2 separate regions of the Sus scrofa genome follow, and region 1 is linked to region 2. The links are chromatin contacts, called in public HiChIP or PLAC-seq maps. All regions are on one chromosome and are shown on one strand. Each heading gives the region's core, a stretch centred on a gene start, on an enhancer-like site or on the middle of the called end of the contact. The rest is flanking DNA. Distances are from core to core; before and after follow the strand shown.

Evidence for each region. HiChIP or PLAC-seq counts read pairs in DNA pulled down with a chosen protein or histone mark.
Region 1: an H3K27ac HiChIP or PLAC-seq map of alveolar macrophages shows a contact between it and region 2. The contact joins the promoter of CDK5 here to the enhancer-like site in region 2. A contact is called at or near these places in 2 of 5 promoter capture datasets (fetal liver and liver), 6 of 47 Hi-C or Micro-C datasets (embryonic fibroblasts, epiblast stem cells, heart right ventricle and 2 more) and 1 of 2 datasets of contacts at active chromatin or transcription factors (alveolar macrophages).

What each region holds. Positions count from the first base shown.
Region 1 is chr18:6,164,878-6,170,507 of Sscrofa11.1, reverse strand. It overlaps CDK5 (cyclin dependent kinase 5), which reads right to left and starts at 3,543. Exons shown (of 12, transcript NM_001044621.3): 1 at 3,443-3,543; 2 at 2,714-2,802; 3 at 2,555-2,622; 4 at 2,356-2,416; 5 at 2,201-2,257; 6 at 1,125-1,220; 7 at 906-980; 8 at 681-777; 9 at 469-538. The coding sequence starts at 3,479. SLC4A2 (anion exchange protein 2) reads left to right here and starts at 3,886. Exons shown (of 23, transcript XM_021078861.1): 1 at 3,886-4,366.
Region 2 is chr18:6,124,838-6,130,227 of Sscrofa11.1, reverse strand. The region is part of intron 3 of AGAP3 (arf-GAP with GTPase, ANK repeat and PH domain-containing protein 3); the gene reads left to right. Among named protein-coding and RNA genes, the nearest start is that of TMUB1, 15 kb to the left of the region's middle. Within about 2 kb of position 2,722, at least 22 of the 83 cell types and tissues checked have an H3K27ac peak or open chromatin away from gene starts, as enhancers often do. A contact at or near this core is called in alveolar macrophages and fetal liver, where this site is marked.

The DNA of each region.
Region 1 (5,630 bases), core at 2,294-4,793, 39 kb before region 2:
GCAGGTGAGGGGCTCTTCCCCACACCCACCCCCGCCCTCCTGACCCTATCCCCCAGCCCACGACAGGAGCGAGCCCCGCACGTGCGACTCACATACGCGGGCAGCCCCACCTGCATGCTGTTTTCTCTGGCCAAGTGCTTCACAGTCGTTAACGACCCTGACCTATGCCCTGATGTCCGGGGTCCCTAAAGAAGCAGCAGGCCTCCCCTGCTCTCATCCTGCGCCTTGCAGCTCCTTCATCCCAAGCCTGCAGCTCTCTTCTGGAGGGAGCCGTACTTGCCAGCGGGGCAGTGCGCCCCCTGCCCTGTGACCACCAGCGTGTCCACCACCCTTGGCCCTCAGGAGAAGCCCTGAGCACCCCCTGGTCCTGGCCCAGCCCACAGCCACCCTCAGTGCCTGCATTCTGGGGCCTGCGGCTTCCCATGCGCCCCACCCGGAGGGCTGGAGGGATGGCAGATGCGAGGATATCGGAAGATCCTTTTGAGCTGGTCGTCAACGTCGTTGCCGGGAAAGAGAGGCCGGCCGGCATTGGCCAGCTCTGGGGGGAGAGGAGCCGACATGAGAAGAAGCCTCGCTCCCATGGCACCCTCTGGACCTTCCAGCCCCCCCCGGGGGGCTCCTCGGACCCTGTCTGTCCCCTCAAACGGGAGAGAGTGCCTCTGCAGACCCCAGCACGTCACCTGCGAAGATGCAGCCGGCCGACCACATGTCGATGGATGTGGAGTAGAGCTTGGCCCCAAAGAGGACATCCGGCGGGCGGTACCACAGCGTGACCACCTGGAGAAGACCCCACCCGCGGGGACCCCCGATTAGAGGGCCGGGGAGGAGTCCGGGCCTGGGGGCTGAGGGATGCTGGGTGGGGACTCCGTCAGCCCGTGTCCCAGCCCGCTTCCCCTGGAGCTCACCTCAGCCGAGTAACAGCGAACAGGGATGCCAAAGGCTCGAGCCAAACCAAAATCTGCCAACTTCAGCTCCCCGTTCTGAGGCAGACGCAAGGGCCAGGGAGAGGGCTCTTCAGTGGCCTGGTGGCAGGTCCTGCACTCCCACCTTCCCGCCCAGCTCCCCTCGTCCCGAGCCAGCCTGTGGCTCCGCCCTCCGAGGTCCTACCCTCTCCCCAGAGGTACCCTGTTTATGAGCAGGTTCTGAGGCTTCAGGTCCCTGTGTAGCACATTTCGGCTGTGACAGAATCCCAGGCCTTTTAGCAGCTGGAAAAGGAATGACTGGGGGCGGGGGACAGGCGGGGAGGTCACCGGACCCTCTGGGTAGGAAGCCCGCCCAGCCCCGCATCACCACACGTACCGCACCCCTCTTCGCCCTCCGCGCTGCCTTGAAGCCCCCTGGTCTTAGAGCCCCAAGATCAGCGCGACATCACCCTTTACTCTCAGGGAGCTGCTCTGCTCTGTGCTGGGCACGAAAACAGTGGACGGGGGCCCTGGTCCCCATCTTTCTGGAACTTTTTTTTTTTGTCTTTTTAGGGCCACACCTGCGGCATATGGAGACTCCCAGGCTAGGGGTTTAATTGGAGCTGTAGCCACCGGCCTACACCACAGCAACGCGGGATACGAGCCGCGTCTACAACCTACACCACAGCTCACGGCAATGCCGGATCCTTAACCCACTCAGCGAGGCCAGGGATCGAACCCGCAACCTCATGGTTCCTAGTCGGAGTTGTTTATTCGTTTCCACTGTGCCACGACGGGAACTCCTCAGCGGGCCTTTCCCCCGTTCTAGCCCGCGTTAATCCCTCCTCCGCCTGGCCTCACTGAACTCGGACGGGCAGAAGCTTCAGCGTGTGTATTGCTGTATGTTATTATTCAGCACTTCTTTCCCCGGAACCTGGGACAAGGCACCTGGTCTTGGACCTAGAACAGTGCCTGACACACGGCAAAGCATCCGAGAAGTGTTTGCTGCTTGAAAGAATCTCTCGGAAGCTCATTTCCCCATCCCTCAAATGTAAATCCCATCACTGACATCAGAATGTCACTGTCAGGCCAAAGAGACCACGTGAAAACACTTGCTTAAGACACGGAGGCCCTGGAGGCAGAAACGGCATTTTCTCCTTCCCTCCTCCAGGGAGCGTCGGTGTGCCCCTTGGCTGTGCACCTGTGCAGGGCCCGAACTCAGCGCTCAGAGAGCATGTTCACTGAATATGGACTCCAACCCCAGCCTCAGAGGATTCCCAGGACGCCCGTTCCCTCACCTTCACAATTTCAGGATCTAGGTCACCATTGCAGCTGTCGAAATACTTCTTAAGATCCTAAAAAGGGATGGGGGTGGGGGAACCAGAGTTTAACAAACCTCAGTCTGGGTCCCTCTGCCGTCCCAGGGGTGCTGTCCCTCAAGCCCCCCTTTCACCTGGTCACAGAACTCGAAAACCAACGTCAGCTTCTTGTCGCTATGCAGGACATCATGGAGCCTAGGAAGAGGGGAAGGCTCAGCCAGGCGGGGCCACCAATTTGCACTTAATATCCCCATATCAGCCAGCCCATCTCTGAAGCCCCCCACCTCCTCCAACCAAGCCCGCAGGCAAGGCAGACCCCGCCCATTGACGCACCTGACAATGTTCTTGTGCTTCAGCTCTTTGAGGAGGCAGATTTCCCGAAGGGCAGAACTTGGCACTCCCTACACATTGGAGGGGACCAGATGAGCAACAATCATGTGACACCCAGCCGAGGCCCTCAACCCCTCCCTGGCCCCAATGCCCCAGTCCTACCTCATCATCGTCATCCAGCCTCACCCGTTTCAGAGCCACAATCTCATGAGTCTCCCGGTTTTTGGCCTTGAACACTGTTCCATAGGTGCCTAGAGGCAGGAGGTCCGTGGTGAGGGAAAGGATGCGGCGCCCTTCCCCAACCAAGGAAGTCCCTCCGGGAGAGCGGGCAGCGTGGGAGTGTGTTATTTCTGCTGCCAGGAGGAGTAAGGGGGAGAGATTCAGGGTGAGGGCTGGGCATGGATGAGCTTTGTGAGTGGGGATGTGGCAGAGAGGTGTCTGCAGATGATTCAAGGGTGTCTGCGAAGGGGAGGGGAATGGCTTGCCAGAGTGAGGTCCCCAGTAAAGGCCGAGCTTCTGGAAGGTCTGGAAATAGTGAGCAAAGGTTTGGGAGAGAGATGAGGGCCGGCAGGAACATTGAGGTTGGAGGTTTACAGCAAGAACTGAGGCTGGTGAGGTTCTGCAAGTGGTGCCGAGGAGAGGGTAGGAAATGCAGGAGGGGCAGAGGTTGGGAGGGCGGTCTCCAGGGAGTGCTAAGCTCGGGAGGGGGTCATCTATGGGATTTGCTAATGGGGAGGATTGGTGTCTGCACGGAGTGTTGAGCTAGGGACCAGGGCTGCAGCTGAGGTCGGAGTCTGTGGGTATGGCTGACGGTAGGAGAGCCAGGGCTGCAAGGAATGGTGAAGGGTCTGCAGAAGAAGATCTTGCAGGAACAGCTCGTGGCCCCATTACCTTCCCCAATCTTCTCCAGTTTCTCGTATTTCTGCATCGCGGCAGCCGCGCGGGGACCCTTGCGGGCCCTGGTTCTAAGACTCCGGGCCGGCGGTGCAGAGGAGGCGGCACCCCAGCCTCCGGCCCTGCCCCGCCCTCCTGCCTGTGCATGGGTTTCTGGGGCTTGTAGTCCTAGGAAGCAGGTTTCCCAGTAACGTCCGGGGTCTAAAACAACAAGAAGACTACAACCCCCAGCAGGCTGCGTTCAGGCTCTATGCAGCACTCGCCTCCCGGGACTCCTGTTCGACCGCGGAGGCGAACCTTGGACTTCAAGACCCAGAAAGCATCGCGTGTCCGCTTTCCCGGCTCCCCGCCGTCGCACGCGGCTCCCAGTGTGCCCCGCTCGTGTTATTTCTTTCAGTGATTACAACCTTCTTTCGAAAAGGATTTCTCCAGGACTACACGTTCCAGAATGCAGCGGGGGTGTAGGGTGGGGCGCTTTCTAACGTTGGCGGCCTGCTTCTGGAGACCAGGTGGCCCTGCTCTGACCCGGTTGATGATGTCGAGGTCCCAACGATCCCCTGACAATCTCAGCACGAGTTTCCACTTATCCCTAAGGCCATCCGGTGACCTCAGGTGTGATTGGGGAGTGGCTCTGAGCCAAGTCTTGCTGCTGATGACTTCACAGGGACCAGCTGACCGCAGGGCTGGAAAGAGAAGCAGGTGTGACCCATTGGAGACTGGGTTTATCTTACGTCAGAGACTTCTCTCTCCTCTGGGCCCCGTTTGTTGTTGCAGAGCCCGCCCAACTCCAGTTTTTCTCTACATTCGCTGATATCCGGAGGCAAGCTGGCTGGAGCACTGGGAGTTCCACCCCCCACCCCCCACCAGTCTGCAGAGCTGGGGTCCGCAGGAGTCGGCCAGGGTGTGGCCGAGGGCTGGCAGGTTGGTTACTGCCCTCAACAGACAGAATCACAGACAGATGCTACACTTGAAGCAGCCTTGACCTCATCCCTTAAGGAGTTGATTATAGATTTTCTTGCGGCTTCTCTCTAATTGTCTCATGATTGCATTCTTGAGGTCTGTGAACTGGACGAAAACTGCCCCAAACAGCACTCCTAAAGTTGGTGCTAAACATTTGTTAATTAACCCGTTTATGTCTTAACGTTTTTCTGCATACACAATGCTGTACTTTACCCGGTAGTTGACTAAAGAAGAGAAGCCAAACATATATTGCTTATCTGGAAAAATTTATAATTTATTTGAGAAAACCAGAAGTACACACAGATCTTTAAATGACAGGTGATGACTATGAATAGGGTTTGAGGAGGGAGGTCCCTCCAGGGAATCTCTCCCAGGCAGAAGTTCCTCGGGTTTGGAAAGCCTGCGTCAGCCAAGGGTAACGGGCACCCGGGCTCCAGCCGTCATCACCCCTCTGGTCCCGCTCCCCGTCCTCTTGGCGAAGACAGGGTCTTTCTTGGAGACACTGGGGATACTCGGAGTGGGAGGCGGGGGCCAACTGCGGGCGCGAGAGAATCCTGACCCCCGATGCATTTATATTTCAACTTCCTCGGCCCCAAATTTCCTGATCATCTTTGTGCCTCAATTTTCCTGCCCGAGATCCCCTCTTTTCCGCCCAGAGGTGCCTCATCGGCCCAAGAGACGGCGTCCTCCGGGCGCCCGAGCCCCGTGCGGGGAAGGCCGCCGCTGCAGACTCGCAGGGCCGAGCAGAGCAGCAGAGGGGGCGGCCTCCCACGCTCTGGGCTTCTAGAGCGGGGCCGTGCCTGGAAGCGCGCCTCCGCCCCCGGGTCTTGGCCCCCGCTCCCCGCCTCCTAGCCCGCTGCGCCGGGGCCGCGCACGGTGCGCCGGGGGGCGCGCACGCAGGGGGCTGGCCTGCCCGCGACGCGGGGGAAAGTTGAGTTGGGAGAAGTTTGAGCGGCGGGGGCGCGCCCCAAGGTGGGCACGGGGAGGTCGCCGGGCGCGCGCGAGGGCGCCAGAGGCCGGGGAGAGACCCCGAGACCCCAGAACCACAAAGTCCAGAGGAAGCGGGTAAGCAGAGAGGTGGCGGCGGGGAGGGCCAGGGCCGCGGAGGGAGGAAGGGAGGGGGAAGGAAAGGGGGGAACTCGGGACTCGGAGCGGGGAGGGAGTGGAAGTGCAGGAAAGGGCGGAGACTGAGGCGCGGGGAAGCGAGGTCTTGGGGAGAAGGATG
Region 2 (5,390 bases), core at 1,473-3,972:
GCGTCCTCTCGGCACTGAGATGAGTGAGCCCACACCACATGGTTCCAGAGGGATGTGCCTTTGCTGTTTTTGTGCCTGTTTATAGTGTGTATTTTCTTTCTCTTTGCCTCTGTTGATGCCCCCGCCTAGAGCACTTTCTCTTTGCCTTTTAATTTGATGTTTTGATGGCTTGCGAACCTGGAGCCTGGCTCATAGAGTGGGATTCGCGCCTAGTCACGGCCCCTCCGTGTGTCTGTGGTGGTGGGGGTTGGGCAGGTGGCCAGGAGGTCTGGACCCCACTCGAGGCTCCTGCTCTGCTCCCGTGGGAGCTCTCAGCCCCTCCTCTGTGTGTGGTCCCTTCCAGGGAGGGCCGATGCCCTTCCCTGCCCGGCGGACGTTTGTGTTACACAGGCCCTAAGTGAAGGCCCTTCGGTGAGAAGTGCTGTGAAGACTCGGCGGCTTTCAGTGCTTCTGCAGCACCCCCCTTGTCTTTGTTGTTGCGTCTAGACCCTTCTAGATGGTTTTTCGTTGGAAGACGTAAAATGAAGCCTGGGTGTCATTCCTTCTCTGTCTCGGGGTAGTGGGTACCGTCGCTCTGGAGCCAGGCTGCCCTGATTTAAATGCCTAACTCTCAGGAGCTGTGTGATCTGGGTGAGTTCCGGAAGCTGTCTGTGCCTTGGCTTCCTTGTTGCTCAAGTGAAGGAGCGTAAAGTATGTTAACTCTTGCAAAGCTTTTAGACCTGCTCCTCCAGCCGCACGTCCTCCAGCCATGCTCCCAAAGCCAAGCGGGAGAACCAGAGGAGCAGAGTTTGGGGTGAGTTGGTCTAGCCTGGCAGGCACCCCCCACTGCCAGCAGGGGTGCCAGGTCTGGGTTTGCCAGAAGTTCCAGCCGATGGGCGCGGACCCTGGACCACAGCTGCTCACGAGCACTGTGTCACACAGGCACGCACCATCACTTCCAGTTGATTGTTTGCTTGTCGATGAAAATATTTCCTCTAATTCAGCACCAACTACATATGTGAGTCACGTGTACATTTAAATTTTCAAGGAGCCATATGAAGAAAGTAAAAAAAGTGAAATTAATTTTAATAATGTGTTCTATTTAATCCAATATGTCCAATATATTATTTACACGTGTAATTAATATAAAGAATTTAAGGAGTTCCTGTTGTGGCACAGCAGAAATGAATCCGACTAGGAACCATGAAGTGGCGGGTTCCATCCCTGGCTTCGCTCAGTGGGTTAGGGATCCGGCGTTGCCATAAGCTGTGGTATAGTTCGCAGATATGGCTTGGATCCTGCGTTGCCGTGGCTGTGGTGTAGCCCAGTGGCTACAGCTCCAATTAGACCCCTAGCCTGGGAACCTCGATATGCCACGAGTGCGGCCCTAAAAGGACAAAAGACAAAAAAAAAAAAAAAAAAAAAAGGAATTTAAAATGAGATACCGTATGGAGTTCCTCTCATGGCTCAGTGAGTTAAGAACCCCACTGGTATCCAGGATTTGATCCCTGGCCTCGCTCAGTGGGTTGGGGATCCAGCGTTGCTGTGAGCTGTGGGATAGGTCACAGACGTGGCTTGGATCCCGAGTTGATGTGGCTGTAGTGTAGCCTGGCAGCTGTAGCTCCAGTTCGACCCCTAGCGTGGGAACCTCCATGTGCTGCAGGTGCGGCCCTAAAAAGACAAAAAAAAAAGTGATACTCCATTCTTTGCAGCTTTTTGTCACCATGGATTTTCTTGAAACCTAGAAGTACCCTGTTGAGAGGGCTTGGCCATGTGATGTGTTCTTGCTGAGGGTTCTTGGGCTCGGCGTGGGGGGACCCTCGCAATTCGCACAGTTGTGCTCGAGGTGAAAGGTGGGGAGCCAGCCGGGGCCTCGCTCTCCGGCAAGGAGATGGAGGAGGGGGCTACTGTCTGGGGGCGTCACGTCCAGGCCTCCCTTGTCAGCATCTTGATGGTGACCGGGCTGGCCCCGCGCCCCAGTGTGGCTCTCGTCACTTGGTTTGGCGGGTTCATCCCGTGTGGCTGCTGCTCTGCTCTCCTTGTGTCCCCGCCTGCCCCCTCCCATGACTGTCACAGTCACAGCCGGAGGAACTAGGTGAGCGGAGGGGAGGTGGCAGGGAGAGGCCCTTCCATCTGCCGCGGATCCCCCCAGCTGAGTTGGGGGGTCCAGTGCTGGACCGCAAGCTGCACCCCTTTAGGGAATAGCGCACCAGGGATGTGGACCAGGCAGCCCCGCCCAGCCCTTGCCCTGCGGGCCAAGGATGGAAGCAACTGACCCAAGATTCAAGGTCACTGCTCGGCAGCAGGGCTGGTGGGGCCCCCAGGCCCTTTTGCCTCACGGTGGCCTCCTGTCAGGTCACAGAGGAGAGGCGGGCTAGGTGATCTGCCAGCCCTGTGCCCCTCGGCTGCAACCCACCGCCGTGGTGCCGGGATGTGTCACCAGCAGATGTCAGGCTGTTCCCCTCACCCCATCCTGGCGTTTTAGGTAGGAGCTGTTTTTGTAAGCATGTTTTTTTTTTTTTTTTTGGTTTGTGTTTTGTCTTTGTGCTGAGTAATGCGGAAAGGCTATAAACATACACGTACTCTTGGCAAACATGTGGCACAGAGTAAGGCCCCTCTCAGCCAGCAGCCCGGGTTGCTGGCTTCTTCGCAGCTCCACCCCTCAGCCCACAACCAGCCTTGAATTAGGGAGACCGTCCCCTCCCCTCACCCCCACTTAGAGAGGAGACTGCGGTGGAGCCGCCCAGGAAGGAGCGTCCTGTTGTTGCAGCAATAAACCCCAGATCTCCTCCAGCCCCTGCTTGTTAACCTTTGTCCAGAGAGCCAGTGGGGAAGCTCCGATGGCCTGGGCTGGCAGGCCGTTGGTGACATCTGGGCTGGGATGTCCTGAGCCCCTCTAGCCAACCCGGAGGAGAGAGGGGCTGTCGTCCTGCAGCGCTCCCATTCTCTCCCAGCCTGTCCCTCTGGGGGGACACGCCGTCCTGAACCCTCCCATCCCTTCCTGGGCCCCCTGTCCCCTGCTGGCTGTGACCCTTGGGCTGTGCCACTCGCAGTGGGTCCTGAGCCACACAGCAGCCCTTCCAGAGCCGTTATTGCCCTTCACTGGTGCAAAGAGCTGGGATCTAAACCTGCCTCTGTCCTGCTTCCCCCGGGGCCACCTTTCCCGTTCAACGCCCTGCTCTGTTGGGTGTTCCGCCAGCGTTCCCTAGTCTGGTCTCTTGTGGGGCCAGGGCGCTCTCTGCCTGGCTGGCGTTTGTCCCGAGGTGGTGTCTGCCTGGCTTGCTGCTTCCCTTCTTGATGCTGAGCCAGTGGCGGGCAGGCCTTGGGCCCCCAGCCCAGGGCCAGCCTGGCAGGTACCAATGACCAGGGCCCTCCCTGCCTTGTAACCGGCTCAGGAGCCCTGTCAGGCCTGGAGGTCGCTCAGGGAGCCCTGGCCTGTATCACACTGCTCTGTCCCCTCCAGGGCCCGGTGGAGCCCCCTCCCAGCCTGGCAGTCCTGCTGCCCCGGGCAGCAGAGGGCACAGGGGGGCTGTGGGCTGTCCGGCACCTGAGGTGAGCTTTGCAGCCCCTGGAGCAGAGCAGGAGGGGGCTGAGCTTCTCTCTCCCAGGCCCTTGCCTCCCTCCGCCTCGCCCCCTGGCTCGGGCCCCGCCTGGGGTGACTGGGAGGAGGGCGGCAGTGCGTCAGTTTCTCTGTCCTCCTCCCTCCTCGAGGGGTCAGAGCTGGGTCAGAGCTGAGAGGTTCTCAGAGCACAGTGTCTGCCTTCTGGCGCGTGCTTCTGACCCTCAGTCGGCTCAGGCCCTAAACCCCGCCACCTGCCCCAGGGCATGTGGGCTCGGCCAGGTTCCAGCGCAACTGTGTGACCCTTGCCTGGTGATCGTGGGCCTCTGTGGGCACGGTGGTGGGGGGCAAGGCCCCATGCAGGTCAGAGGCAGTCAGTTGGGTCCAGTTTGGGGGCACCAGGGCCAGAAACATGGAGACCCTGACTCAAGTCCAAACAGCTTAACACAGACCCCCTGAGGGGCAGGGGCTCCGGGAGGCCCGGTAGGGAATCCTTCTCTGTCTGCAAGAGAAAATCCATCCTGGAGAGTAAGGGGCCATCCAGCCCTCTCATCTCTTGGTCCTGAAAGCCAGGGTGGATGGAGTTCCCCAGCAGCCTGGTGGTTAAAGGTCCAGCATTGTCACTGCTGTGGCTTGGGTTCCATCCCTGGCCTGGGATCTTTTGGGAGTGGGAGGAGGAGGAGGAGGCTCTTGTGAAGCCGGTATTGGGTGCCTTGGCCATTGCCCCAGCCTTTCCTTCCCAGGGCGCCCCTGCACTTGATCGAGGGTAAAACATGTCTTTGGCAAGCAGGGCGCAGGTCCTAGCAGTGCCCGGGGCAGCCGAGCTGGGAGTGGGCTGTGCACGGGGCTCCTCTGCTCTGAGCAGGAGAGGACGGGCTGGGTGATGCTGAGTTGGCACCCAAGAAACATCATGTATCTGAAAGAACGTGCCATGTGCCAGGGCCTCGATGGGGTTTCTACTGGGCGCCCCAGCGTGGAGGGACGGCGGGGCGGGGGTGGAGCGCTGCGGCGTGCCTGGCTGCCTCCATAGGCCCCGCGAGACACTGTTTTACTGGAGTCGTGATTTTATTATCAACATTGCTGGCGTAGTGTGTTTTTAAACTGCTCAAACGTGCCACCCCACACTCCAACACTTTGTTTGTGCTGCAAATGTCGCATGATTGACAGCTCTTGCTGCGGGTGCTGGGGAGCTGCAGGGTTCTGAGCTGAGGGTGGCAGGATCAGATCTGGTGTTCTCAGAAAGAACAGAACTGAAAAGAGGCACAGAGCTGTTAAGGAATTTGCCGAAGGTTGCTCCCCTCACAGTGGCAGAGGCTGGACCTGGACCTCGGAAATGTGGTCTCAGATTCTGTGGGCTGAGCCTGCATATGCTGCAGCACTGTGCCAAAGATAAAGCTTTTCAAAATACAGGAGGGGAGTTCCCACTGTGGCTCAGTGGTAATGAACTTGACTAGTATCCTTGAGGATGCGGGTTTGATTCCTGGTCCCACACAGTGGATTAAAGCTCTGGCGTTGCCCTGAGCTATGGTGTTGGTCGAAGTACGGCTCAGATCCAGAGTTGCTGTGGCAGTGGTGTAGACCAGTAGCTGCAGCTCTGATTTGACCCCTGGCCTGGGAACCTCCATATGCCACAGGTGTGGCCCTAAAAAGCAAAATGAAAAACAAAAAAACAGAAAAAGGAAGTTCCCATTGTGGCACAGCGGAAATGAATTCGACTAGGAACCACGAGGTTGCGGGTTTGATCGGTCAGTGGGTTAAGGATCTGGCGTTGCCGTGACCTGTGGTGTAGGTCACAACGTTGCTCGGATCTGGCGTTACTGTGGCTCTGGCGTAGGCCGGCTGTAACAGCTCC